3 separate regions of the Mus musculus genome follow, and regions 1 and 2 are each linked to region 3. Evidence: chromatin contacts called from public HiChIP or PLAC-seq data. All regions are on one chromosome and are shown on one strand. The core of a region is the stretch at or near the end of the contact, and the rest is flanking DNA. Distances in the headings are between cores, read along the strand shown. Region 1 has its middle 35 kb from the start of Gm40112. Region 2 overlaps Tspan2 (tetraspanin 2). Region 3 has its middle 48 kb from the start of A230001M10Rik.

The links. HiChIP or PLAC-seq counts read pairs in DNA pulled down with a chosen protein or histone mark.
Region 1: a FOXA1 HiChIP or PLAC-seq map of pancreatic cancer cells shows a contact between it and region 3. The contact joins two enhancer-like sites. A contact is called at or near these places in 1 of 15 datasets of contacts at CTCF or cohesin (the NIH/3T3 cell line) and 4 of 115 datasets of contacts at active chromatin or transcription factors (embryonic fibroblasts, embryonic limb bud, embryonic stem cells and 1 more).
Region 2: a FOXA1 HiChIP or PLAC-seq map of pancreatic cancer cells shows a contact between it and region 3. The contact joins two enhancer-like sites. A contact is called at or near these places in 2 of 115 datasets of contacts at active chromatin or transcription factors (extraembryonic endoderm stem cells and pancreatic cancer cells).

Annotation. Positions count from the first base shown.
Region 1 is chr3:102,657,209-102,661,675 of GRCm38.p6, reverse strand. No RefSeq gene overlaps it. Among named protein-coding and RNA genes, the nearest start is that of Gm40112, 35 kb to the left of the region's middle. Within about 2 kb of position 2,100, at least 32 of the 459 cell types and tissues checked have an H3K27ac peak or open chromatin away from gene starts, as enhancers often do. A contact at or near this core is called in pancreatic cancer cells, where this site is marked.
Region 2 is chr3:102,749,701-102,754,148 of GRCm38.p6, reverse strand. It overlaps Tspan2 (tetraspanin 2), which reads right to left. Exons shown (of 8, transcript NM_027533.3): 2 at 4,289-4,391. Among named protein-coding and RNA genes, the nearest start is that of Tspan2os, 17 kb to the right of the region's middle. Within about 2 kb of position 1,493, at least 23 of the 459 cell types and tissues checked have an H3K27ac peak or open chromatin away from gene starts, as enhancers often do. A contact at or near this core is called in pancreatic cancer cells, where this site is marked.
Region 3 is chr3:102,308,286-102,312,362 of GRCm38.p6, reverse strand. No RefSeq gene overlaps it. Among named protein-coding and RNA genes, the nearest start is that of A230001M10Rik, 48 kb to the right of the region's middle. Within about 2 kb of position 1,867, at least 56 of the 459 cell types and tissues checked have an H3K27ac peak or open chromatin away from gene starts, as enhancers often do. A contact at or near this core is called in pancreatic cancer cells, where this site is marked.

The DNA.
Region 1 (4,467 bases), core at 851-3,350, 350 kb before region 3:
CCTTCCAAGTGCTAGGGTTAAAGGTGTGCGCCATGACCCAGTGATTCTTGGTTATTTTAAGCTTCCTTTTCTCTGCGGGTCACAGCTACCTGAGTTGAGAAATTTTGGTCATAAAATGACGCATAAATCCTGGCCCACGGTGGTTGTTGCTCTGTAAGATTATAGTTCGGCTTTCCTCCAAGGCACTTGGTGAGCTTTGCTGTCTCACAGAGGAAAGTAGCTATGTGCTTCTTTCCTTCTTAGACAAGGGGGAGGGGTGTGCCAAGATCCATCTGGGAAGCAAGCGACTGCTCAGGTGCAAGTAAGAACCCTCACGTAAAGATGAAGGCCAGATCCATATTCTACCAGCCAAGAGAATAGTATGAACATATATATAAAACCTGGCCGTCTTCCTATACACAGTGTGGCCTGAGGCAAGCTTATCTCTTGGAGATCTTGATCATACCATCTGAGGAATAAAAACCACAGTGCAGCCTCAAGTGGTGCCTGTACAGTTGAAATGAGATACAGTAATGACTATAATACCATATGAATACACTAATACCAACATGTAAGGATTTAACCAAGTGGCTCCAAGGGAACAGCTCAATGTTCCATGCCACTGGAAAGCTCTCCCGTCACAGTGAACTCTCTCTTAGTTGATTGGAATGACAGTGTAGGGGTACGGTTAAGGCCTGGCCTGAAACAAACCCAACCAAAGTCCATTCGAAGGGTTTTTGAAATCTTTAGACATATTTTATAGGAAAAAATCGCTGGTTATACATATTCCTATCGCAAGTAACAGATGCAATTGTAAGCAAGATCTCAGAGGAGAATCAATTTTAGGCCATGAATAAGAACTTTGCAGAAGAAAAAGAGTAATGCGTTTGAAGTTAAAAATCCATCCCTCCTTTCCCCTCTCCATGCCTTCTGTGTCTCTGTCACTTCTTTCTGTGGCATGTAGTGACATCCTGGGATTGACTTAAAAATAATGCCAAACAACATCCACAGAAAACTGTGTTGACACTCTGGAAATGGATGTCTGGTAATGCAGAAGATGGATCCGGGGAGACCCAGGAACTCACACTAAAGGTAAAGATGAAGAACTTGGAGGAGGACATTTTATGAGTACAGGAAAAACCATTTCTGAAATAGTATATGATTGTAGGTACTCTGTGACTCAGACATTTTCAGTCATATTTTTTTTTCAATGTAAGTGGACATTTAACTCTTTCATCTACTGCCTTCCATGCTTGAGGGCTAACACCGGGGAGAGCACCTTCTGGGTTCTAAGCCCTAGGGACTCAGGAGTGAGTGGGTTTTCTCTCAGCCCCACTTCTCAGGTAAGCTTTATCTCCCCTTACCATGGACCCACTGTTTGGGCTTTCCTGGTTATGGCTTGGGGAAGCAGCTCCCGTCTCCCCATCTCACCTCAGCTTTCAATTTACCTGTGGAAGGCACAGATGCTAAGATTGTCATTCCTGAGCAAGTCTGTTCATAATATCCCAGGAAGGTGATCCAGACAGACACGGGTTAGGTTGGGTCTCATCCCTGGACTGCTCAGCTGTGACCACATTTTACCTGTTCCGCTTGACTTGTGTGTGACTGGAAACACAGTGGACATTATTAGAGACATAACATTTGGTGTGTGTGTGGAGGAAACCAACATTTACAGGTCTGTGTATGGTAGAAGATGGGAGGGTTTTGGGCAGTGAGTAACATGTGAAGATGTGCATTTGGTTTTCCTGTGAGGAATGACATCATTGGCAAAGACTATGAATAGACTTTCAGAAGAGTGTATGAGAGGAACCAGGGATCTTTTGAGACCCTGAAGAGTTTTGAAATAGACAGTGATGGCCCGCAGTGAAACTATGTTTCCTGCCAATCTTCTAGGAACTGACAGAAGCTGAAGACAGCAGAAGGAAGAGGGGGCAGTTGGTGGATGAACTCTGAGGAGAGATGAACACACTCAGACATAGCTGGTGGAGGGGTTTCCCGTCCTGCGCCCTGGCTTCCCGTTTGTGGAAAAACATTCTCTCTGGAGTCAGACAAGCATAGAGAATCTCTGACAAGACTTAATGGTGACAAAATGTGAGGACTCATGAGTCACCCTGGCTGGTGCTGTCTGCTGAATGTGTGGGCCCAGATGCAAACACACACCTTACACAAGGGCAGGCTCACTGGTTAACAATGACTCAACAGAGGTGGTACAGATAAACGGGATGACTCACAAGTTCAAATTCTGCAGTTCCTTCCTGTGGTTGGAGGACAGGTGATTTTCAGAGTGATCACCTCCGAGGGCCACTTTCTCCATGTCTTATCTTTAATTCTCCAGGTCAGTTCAGCCTTTTGGGACATCTGTGCTAGAGATTAGGCCAGCCATATTAGGATCTTAGCCTGTTAGTCGGTTTTCTCTGAGATACCCGTCGTCAGCTTCTTTATTCTAATTGTTCATCCACAACTTTTCTATTCTCATACATGCATGTGGGGTGCTGGGGTGCCTGCCTGAGGAGTGATACAGATTTGAAGTGCCTCTGAGGGCTGTCCGGAACTTGCTTTATGTAGAATTTGTTTCAGTTGGAGACTCTTCAGCCCTCTGCCTCCACGTGCGTATGTGTGTGTGCATGTGCATGTGTGCATGTCTAGGGCAACGGTGTAGTACCAGCAGGGAAATATGGCCCAGAAAGTCCTCGGACCTTTCTCACTCTCACTTACTAATCATGCCGAGCCTTGGGCAGGATATTTGACTGCCATTTTTCTCACTTGTAAATTAACCTCCTCTATGAGGGTGATAGAAGAATAAATGTGACATTTCTGTAACATCTCTGTCTGGAACATCACACACCAAGTTGTGCTGATTGAATTGGCATGATTTCCGAGGATCCTTTTCTGGGTGGTGTTTCTACGCAATATCTGACCAGGGCCATGACTGCTGGCGTATGAAGGCCTCTCTAGAAAGGGATCATTTTCCTTGTCCCCCTAATGTGACTCCAGCTGACCGGCCTATGGTTCTGAATATTGGATACAGGTTGTTCTCTGCAGGAGGGTCCCCGGGCTGAAGGATCGTGGACTCCATGCGTGTTCCCTCCACCTTTCTTGGGGCTTAAGACCCCGTATTTTGAGCCTCAGAGAACCTGGCATAGCATGTGTTGCTCATCCAGGATCTCACCTGGGACTGGAGAGAGTATAAAGTTACTCTTGCCTGAGCCACACTGCCTTTGCATACTCGGCTTCCTCCCTCTGAAGCAGTCTTCTCACATCTGGAGCAAACCTTAGTCATTCTTTAGCAGGCTGCTCATTGCAAAGCATTTTCTGGCCATGCTCAGGGAATTCCGTTGCTCCCTTTTCTGTGTACCCCAGCTCTGTGCTGGTGCCTATGTCTAAGCTCCTGTTAGTTACCTGCGGCTTGGGACTGTCAAGGCTGTTCAATTTCATCGGCTCCCCTGCTGGTTCTGTTTTCTGCATTGTAAAGTCATTCTCTTGGTTCCCAAGGGCACTCTACTTTCTCTGGCCCCAAGCTTGTATACATGTCAGTCCCTCTTCTGACAGCCCTGCAGACGACCCCTGTCCCGTGCGTCCTTGGCCTCAGCCTGTATGGAGAGCTTCTATGGGGAATGTTGCCAAGCATGTGCATCTAAGGTGGTATTCCCGTGGATTCTGTGGTCCCATGGATTCTCTTAGTCCCTGTCACGTCTCTGCCACTGCATCACCTGCCTGGCTGGACTGTGTGTGAGGGAATGGGATTCTGTGGCTTGCTCTACGCTACATTCCAGATTCTGGCACTGGCCTAGAGTAGCCACTTGCCACATCGATTTTCATGTCCGTTTGTTTCTTGCCAAAAAGTGTTAGCTCCTTGGAGAGGAGCCGATCTCCATGCCAAGCCTGTCTCCAGTGTCACTGTGGGCTTCTCACTCAGGCTGACTTATGCCATGGACTCCTAGGCCCCATTACAGCAAACTCCAAACTTTTTTTTTTTGCCATCAAATTTCTTTTTTTAGCATCAGAGAAGGAAGAAGATGGCAGAAGTCCCAGAGACCTGGCTCTGTGCAGATTGCAAAGGCTCCTCCATCTCTGGCAGGTGGTCCTGCCTGCCTTCCTTCCCTTCTTCTCCTCTCGTCCCTTTGCCCTGCCCCTCCCCACCTCCCCAGCTGAGCTGTTACTGGCAGTTAATATTTCTGAGCTTTTCTGAAGGCTGAGAGGCGCTCTGGCCTCGATGGAGAGTGTGGATCAGTTTTGTCCAGGCATGGGCCTGCCACGCTTAGTAACTGTTCCCTCAAATCTGGTCACTGCCAATCTGACTCTGCCTTCTTCATTTGATCAATATGTCGAGTGCTGGGGTCAATGGGAGTTGTCCCATGGGTTCCTGGCTCATTTATTAAAAATGTGGAACAATTTAAGCTCTTGCTGCACTGACTGCAAGGCCCCGTGCACATGTTTCCAACAGGCCAGGGGGAGGGGTGGGGCTTCGAGGTCAAGTTTCAGATGCGA
Region 2 (4,448 bases), core at 244-2,743, 440 kb before region 3:
ACAAACTCTTCTAAAATCCTTCTTGGGAGTGGATATATTGGCATGTTCGCCACTGCCAGTGATCTTGACAGCAGATGGTCTTATGTAACCTGCTAATGATTGGTTTTTCATCTAATTTTTTTTTGATATGTGTGTGTGTGTGTGTGTGTGTGTGTGTGCAGAAGTTTTCCTTCCAGTTTCCCTTGGACGCACATAATTACAGCCATCATCACTCAGTCTCCATGGGGTTTAGTCCCAGGACCCCTCACATACTAACCAGTGGATGCATGGAGCCACTCATGAAATGCATCATATTTACACATAATTCACCCACAACCCCCTACATCCTCTAAATCATCTCTGGATTACTTACCATATCTAGCACAACACAAATGTTCTAGAGTTGTTGGGCTTACTATTTAGGGATTAATGGCATGAAAAGGTCTGTCCATGTTCAGAAGAGATGCATTAAAAAAAAAAAAAACTTTGACCTGGGGTTTCTTGGATTTGTAGATGCTGAACCAATGGATGTGAACCAATTCTATGGGTTGGCTGTATCTATGTGTTTAGGAGAATCTATATGAGTCTGAGCTCATGGGAAAGGGTTAGATGCTTTCTAAATAACAGCCGCAGGAGCTACCAGATAGCAGTTAGTATTCCAGGTGCGTTACGTGTCTCATTCCATCCATGTCACTGGTGGGAAGTACCACTTCCTGATGGCCTAGCCCTCTCCAGGTGATGCCTGTACTCTGCACTTGACACGGGTCAAGAACCCACTTGATGGAAGGTCCGTGTGATAGCTGGTCTAAGCCCATCCCAACTGCTCCTCTCGCATGCTGTCTTCCCTCATGAGATGGCTTTTCCTCAGCATCCCCTCGGTCCGTGAGTACTGAGAGTTAGTATTTGTTCATAACTCACCTCTAGCTGAGTTGGCCCTGCACTTATGCACGTTCACAGTCCACATCTAAAGAACCAGAGGCGCAGCTAATGAAAGCTGCAAAGCTATAACAGGTAAACTGGAATCCAGCCAAAGTGTGAACTGGAATCCAGCCAAAGTGTGAACCCCAAACTCCCAGGCTACATTTCCAGTAGAGACACAGAACAGTGAGTTTCTTACCTAGAAATCTGCCATGTATAAATGGTAGAAGAGTTCCTGAGATTTCTAAAATTGCTGCTTCCTGGGTGTTTCCCATAAAAGAACAGGCTAGGGTCCAGAGCTCTGGGCTGCTGAGACTGGGTATGGTTAAGTCCCCTCTCTCCTTCAGGGTTGTGATCTGCAATTCTGGCATAATTACCTATTCTGATTCTTGTAGAATGGCTTTGGAGAAACTGTCCAGACATGGTAGTCTCTGTTATCCAGCTAGCATGGTATCAGATATGAAGTTAAAAAAATATTACCAGAGTGAGTCAGAGTGTTTATAAAGGCAAGCCAGCCCCTGAATGGTTAGCAACGGAACACTTTCCTTCCACACAACCTCAGCCACAATCAAAGTCAGACTCCGGGACTCTGAATCGAAGAGGGAAAGGCAGATGTAGCCAGGCTGGGACTGCAGAGCCAAGTGGCTCCTGTTTGTGTGGGCACCCCCAGTGGAGAAACCTGCTCACATCCTCGGCTCACAGACATGAGCTCATGTGCTCCAGCTTCCTGAGGCAGAGAGGACCATTCCCCACTCTATGATCCTGGAAGACCCCGAGGCATTCACCCTTCCAAAACATGGGGAGGGGCCAGGACAGGTAATCAGAGGGGCAGGTTGTTGGAATTAGGAAGGAGCAGGGGCTTGAGTTCCCTGAGAGAAACTGGAACGGAGAAGGTCTAGGAAACTCCAAGTAACCCAGGTTTTCTCCCTGCCAGCCCCGCTCTTGCCAGCCTCTTCCTTCCTCACCTAGGCAACCAAGGGACACAGAGACCCTGGGTCAGCTGCTAGGCCTTGGCCTTGACCCAGAGGGACACAAATGGAGGCAGCAGGCAGCAGTTGGTCTGACTACCTCCTTCCATGTCCTCATTTCCCCGCATTCGTGTCTCCCTGCTTTGGCTAATGCCTACCACTCTGTCTGCCTTGGACACTTGGTACAGAGCATTGAGACAGAGAGAAACTCCATTATCATGGAGGGAAAAGAAGAATTCGAAAAGGGAGAGCATCTTTGCAAACATGGGTCAATCCCCAAAAGCCTGCCTGCTGCCTCCCCAGAGCTATGCTCTGTGTCTTTCTGGAGGCTTCCTCGCTCTAGGCTGAGTGGATGGCTCCCCCTCTCTTCTTCCCTTGCCTGCGATCCTCCTTGATTCCCAAGAAGCTGGGGCCACGGGCAGGTACCATTGCACTTGGCTGTGGCTTGGTGTCTTGAAGAACCACTTGAGCATGCTAAGCCTGTTTAGGACATCTTTAACCGAAGGGCAATGGGTATGAGCTGATGACTCAGAAACACATTCTAAAGAAAAATACACAGAACATTTAGGCTTAGTGGCCCACACCTGAGAGCCTAGTGCTTCAGAAGTGGAGGCAGGAGGATCAAGGGTTTAGCTATTAAGTTCCATTCCAGCCTGGTCTACATGAGACTGTTTCCCTCTTCAGGTCAGATCAGTGAGCTAAGGAGCCTCCCACCCAGTGGGAGGGAGGGTGGTCCTACAGGGCTGGAGAGGCAAGAGATCCAGGAGTAGCTCCATCTGTGTTGCTGGTTTGAGGTGTAAGTAAAGTTTCACAGGTACAGTTTTGGATTTAACCTAAAAATACCTTGTGATCTCTTAAGTCAGAAATGTTGAACAAACTTAGTCAAGCTAAAGTGTTCTGTTGGTATTTGACCACTGTGCCGAAAGCCAGGGCTGGGTGTTTACCAATCGCAGAGCTCCCTGTGGTGAGCAGGAGGGTCAGCTGCTCTACTCTAACATTCCGGCTTTGCTCTCTAAGCTAAGCCAAGTGGATGGACAGGGCCTGAGACACAGAGACGCCTTTTCATGTTATGTTTGTGACATGTTTGTCAGGAATCTTTCTATGGTGACCATCCATAGAAACCCACTCCACCGGACTTGAATCTAATGGAAATTTAGTGAGACACATGACTGAAAATCCAGGCTAGTACTCATCGAAGAGACTACAGTGATGCTGTCAGAATCCAGTCCGTGGCCATCTTCGCTCATCTTTCTTTCTGTCTCCTCCCTGCTATGATTAAATGGCTGCCAGAAGCTGTAGGCTTCTAACTCCAGTAAAACATGCTTCTTTCATTTCTACCGACCCCCTTACACTTCCCAGCCTAATGCTAGTGCCAGGCATCAAACTGCTTGTGTAGCCCGCAGCTTGTTGGCCTAAACACCCTTAAGCTAAGCAGACTGAGAATGGATGAGTTACCTAGCAGAGCAAAACCAGTAAAAGAGTCCACAAGTAGAGCCTGAATCCTTCTTCTCGGTGCTGTGGCATGAGTGTGGGTGTACCCGGCCTTGGTTCCTCAGCAACATCTCCCCTTGCTGTTAGCCCATGGCCAGTGATTGTAAACACAACATGGACACAGTCAGTGCTCAGAAGTTGGAGGACAGGGTTTTTGTAGGAACAAAGCACCAGGCACAAGGAAACTAAGGGCCAAGAATTAGAGCTATAGCCTTTGCTGTCTCTTCTCTTAGGCATAAATATACAATGCAAGTCTGGTCAATAGGCTGCAACAGGAGACTTCCGGAAGAGGACTGGTGAAGTGGAATTTCTGTTTCCTCCTTTGGATTGTACTGATGAAGACAGTGCTAGAACCACCATAGGAGAGCAGGGCAGGGTTAATAGAGGGACCGAAGCCCCTGAGAACAGCGCCAGCTTTATCTATGTCACCCTATTTCTTGGCAGAAGGTATGGCTGCTGCCGCTCTGCCTGTTCCCCTTCTCCAGGGACAAGTCTCTCCTGTCCCCATGATGGGAGTCTTCCCTTCTCTCAGAAGTCTTTACTGACAGAAGTTTTGAGATTAGCACCCCAAAACTTTGAAGTTATTTCTTCATTTTGAGTTGTTTCCATGTTAAAACATCAGATCACAAAGTAAAATAATGACTTATTGGGGGTCCCCCACGACAGCTTGAATGGACTGATGAACCACTCCAGGAAGGAAGGGTGTTCCCTAACCCTTTAAGATAAACTTTAGTTACATTTCCTTGATACCTCTTTAAATAAACAAATCAGTTTTCCTGGGGCCTTCTTCTATCCTGGAGAGAGGAGGAAGGGGCCACAGAGGCACATCCCCCAATACCAGTAGAAGTGTATAGGTCCAGAGACTTAGACAGTGGCTTTTGCCTTTCTCCTGTCCCTCATACCCAACCTTTAGGGAAACTGAAGTCACTCACCCACATAGAAATACTCTGGGGACTTGTCCTCTGATGATAAATCCTTCATGGTACCTCCAAATCGAAACCATAGTCCAAATGCAATAACGGCTGATCCGGCTAGCTGGAAGATAAACAGCAGAGTTGACTATGGAGGGGGATGTGTACATAGGCTGGATGG
Region 3 (4,077 bases), core at 618-3,117:
CATCCTACCACATCCTTTTATTTTATGCTGTTATTCTTTCTTTTATGTTCTCCCCAGTCAGATCTAGCCCACTTGCAGTTTTTCCCCCAGCGTTACCCTTGTTATTTTCTCTGCAACAGCTCAGGAACAGTCTACACTGACAGCAGCCTTGTCCTCACAGCATCCTTTCTGCTCTGTCCTGATTTTAGCTGGTACGATTTCAAGCTTCCCCACCCTACCCCATGCCTACAACGGAGATAGCAACATCAGCACCACACAGGGCAATCCAGTGCTGAGCTGGAGCGGCACAGTGCATATAGAACCACGTGTATGCAGCGGAAAATACTTTCAGGTCATTCGTTTCGATTTATGAATCTGTTTGGCAGCCTTTGTTCTACTCTCTCGCATGAGACTCTGCCAAGTTTATAAATACTTCCTCTGAATGACAATAAATTTGGTCTCCCCTAATCTTTCTCCCCATAGATAAAATCTCATTGAGGTTGGAATAGCACTAACACTCAACAGTAACTGCTTTCTTGCTTGATTTCAACACCCGAAGCAAATGAATCTGAGGGCCTCCTATGTCTGAGGTCACAGGCTGCTTGCCTCCAGGACTCTTGCCTGTCTGTATCCTGACAGTTGGAAGCTCACGCGCTTGGATAACTGCCTCTCATGCTGTTTTGTTTTATGAAGTCAAGACCATTGATAAAACGCAGACAGTTTGCAGAAAGAGCCTAGAGAAGGTCATTCCTCTGGACCCTTGGCTGCACCTTCTCTGACAACAGATGAATTCACCAGATGTATCAGAAGCGGCCCTCTTTTCCTCGTGCAAGATGAGCGTGCCCTTTGTTTGATGAGCCTTGAAGAGCTTAAAGGTAAGGAAGCATAATTATATATCATCTCGATCTCGTTTTTCTCCTTAATTCTTTCTTTATTACTTCTGCAACTTGCCAGGTGCTTAACATAGAGGCAGACACACAAGACTTCTAAAAGGCACTTGCCTATCAACACTGCTATCAAACTTGCAGTTGGCTTGCCTCTATCCCATATCTACTCAACTCCAGAAAACTCACTCAGCCACTTAGTAACTGTCTAAAGAAGTGCTTGGTGCAGGTTATAACCTGAATTGATAATTAACCAATCAATCTTTTTTTTTTTTTAAAGCACAGTGAAAAATCACTATGCTTGCTGCCAGTAAGCATGGGGAAAAATAATACACCTTTGAATCCTGTTTTCTTTCCCTGCAAGTTTGATAGCAGTGTTGATAGGCAAGTGCCTTTTAGAAGTCTTGTGTGTCTGCCTCTATGTTAAGCACCTGGCAAAATATGAATGCAGAGAGAGAAAACCTGTAGCCATGTAGAGGAGAAATAGACAAAGCAGAGGCCAGAGGTCCCAGGGCCAGACACATAGCCCAGTGGGACCCCCAGGGCAGATTTTTTCCTTTCTCTTTTCTCTCCCTTCTTTTCCTCTGCTTCTGTTTCCTCTTCCTTTCTGCTTTTCACCACCCCCAATGTGGAATACATTCGTCAATGCTCTCTACAGCTATGTTTTCTTTTTAAAGATTACTGTTACACCCTAATAACATTGACTAATATATATTTTTTAATTCGGAATTTGTACAATTTCGGTGCCAATTAATAATTATATAAAAATTCCATTTACTTCTTGGGTCATTGGCCTGTAACGTCCACAGGTCTTGACAGGTTTAAATTGAACTGGAAAAGAAACCTTCCTTGTTTTAGGATGCCTCACAGCTGCGATGATTTAGAGAGTTCCCGCTCTTCTTCCCTTTTGCCCCTCCCCCTCTCTGGTTACTCACACTCAGCTGTGTCACCCTAGTGACCAATGAGCAAGGAATCTGCCATAGGTTCCTTGGGGAAGGAATGACTCACAGTAATCCACCTCCCTCCTGACAAGCCACCTGTGACTCCCTCTGCCAAGGGCTGGGGCAGGGCTCTGTACACAATGTGGTCCCCGCTCCATCAAGGCTGCTTGATTGATAGAGAGCCAGGTGGCCGCCAGGCTGGCCCCATGTAAGCCCGCAGGAAAGATACACCAGCGAGGTTCAGAGTCCCAGAGGTGGCCTTCGGGAGTCCAGCATGAGCTAACCCCGTAGGCTCGTAAATTGTCCCCAGATCTGAATTTAAACCTTCTCCGGGCAGAGAAACTTTGAGCTTCTCACTCCGAGTTTCGGGCACGTTATTTTCATCTACGGATAAAAGATAATAAAAGGTAACACTGCCCATTTAATGGATTTCTTGAGAGCATCCAGGACGCAGTATCCAGAAAGTTCCTAGAGGATGGGATAAGAGTAAGGAGAATGGAGGCAGACAGGGACCAACTCCTGGGTTCATCTAGAGTAGTATGGGAGAGCAGAGTCCAGCCAGCCCTCGTATCAAAGAGAAATATCTTGCTTCCAACAATGGTTGTTTCCTGCTCTTGCTGACTACACAGCACCACCTAGGGGCGGAGCACGCTTGGAGCCGACCAAGGTCCCGCAAGGAACGTTAACCCCACAGAAAGCCTTTGCCTCTTTTGGACTTCCCAGTCTCCACGGCTCCTCTTGCCTCTGCTCTCTCTTCCCTGGCCCATGTCCTTTCCCACCCAATCCTCGTTTCTTCTCATCCTCTTTCCCTAATGCACTGTTTTTCACACAGGGGTCCTCAGGGCTTTGAACTGAATGTAAATCTGTGGGAAGTCAGATAACATCCATTCTCAAACAGCCCTAACCCTCTTCTTACACTCCCTGCGATTGACTTCTTTTAGATGGCACCAAGGATTGCCATGGTTACATTGTCCTTGGGCTGGGACAGGGACCTCTAGTGCTGTGGACAGTAGGGCCTGGGGATTTCCACTTCGGTCAGCGAGAGTGCAATGAGATGGGTCACTCTCAGGTCATATCTCTATCCCAGGAGCCTATTTTTCCTAGTGGGAATCCTTACTCTCTGACTAAACTTAGATGGAAGAACAGAGTTGGAGAGTTGGCTCTGTGGTTGATAGAGTTAGTTATTTTTACAGATGACCTGGGGCTCTGTTTCTCAGCTCCTACATGGCAGCTCACAGCTGTGTGTAACTCCATGGTATCCAATACCCTCTTCTGACATCAATAAGTGCAGTATATACCTATGGTACACATACACACATTCAGGCAGTGCACTTATTGCAAACAATAATTTTAAAATTTTTATATAGAGATGTATATGCATGCATATATGTATACATATACATACACATATATACACATATGTACACATATATGCATACATATATACATATACATGAACACAAAAAAATAGAAGAGTGAAGGGTTATTTTGGCTAAGTCTACATTTTATGAGACTTTCCAATTTCAACCATTATTCTAGAAACTGTGACATATATACAGGGCTGAAGTATTTGTTTTAAAACACATTTATGGGCTTGAGAGATAGCTCAGAGGCTAAGAGTATTGTCTCCTCTTCCAGAGGTCCTGAGTTCAATTGCCAACAATCACATGGTGGCTCACAACTATCTGTAATAGGATCTGATACCCTCTTCTGGTGTGTCTGAAGGCAGCTACAGCGTACTCACATACATAAAGTAAATAATTAAAAAGAAAAAAGACATTTACAGAGAGATGTTGGATTCAGTTCAGCATTCTCTCCACACCTCCTTAAGTCTCTCTCATTCTTCTCAAGAGGTAAGATTTGCTTTCAAATCCCAACAAGTTGTCCTTGAACTGAGATCAAGTTTGTTCAATATAAAGTGTTTCAAAACCGCAACATGAGCACTGCAACGTGATAATAAGTATTCCTGAGTGTTATCAGAATACATCACTTCAATAGTCTATGTGTTCCTAAATTTCCCAGAAAACTATTGAATGCCAATGGAGGTGGTCGAGAGCATAAGTATCGAGTTACTGCATTCCTCTTTACTCATGGTTTGCCAGACCTGATGTTATTTGGTGTACACATTTGCTCTGATTACCGCACACAAAATTCAAAGTCAGTTTGGATTTTAGAAGTCATCTAGTTTACATCAAAGAGTCTCAGAAAATTTAAATTTAAAATTAAAATTTAAAATTTAAATTCCAAATTCCAACCATTTCAGAAGCATCATT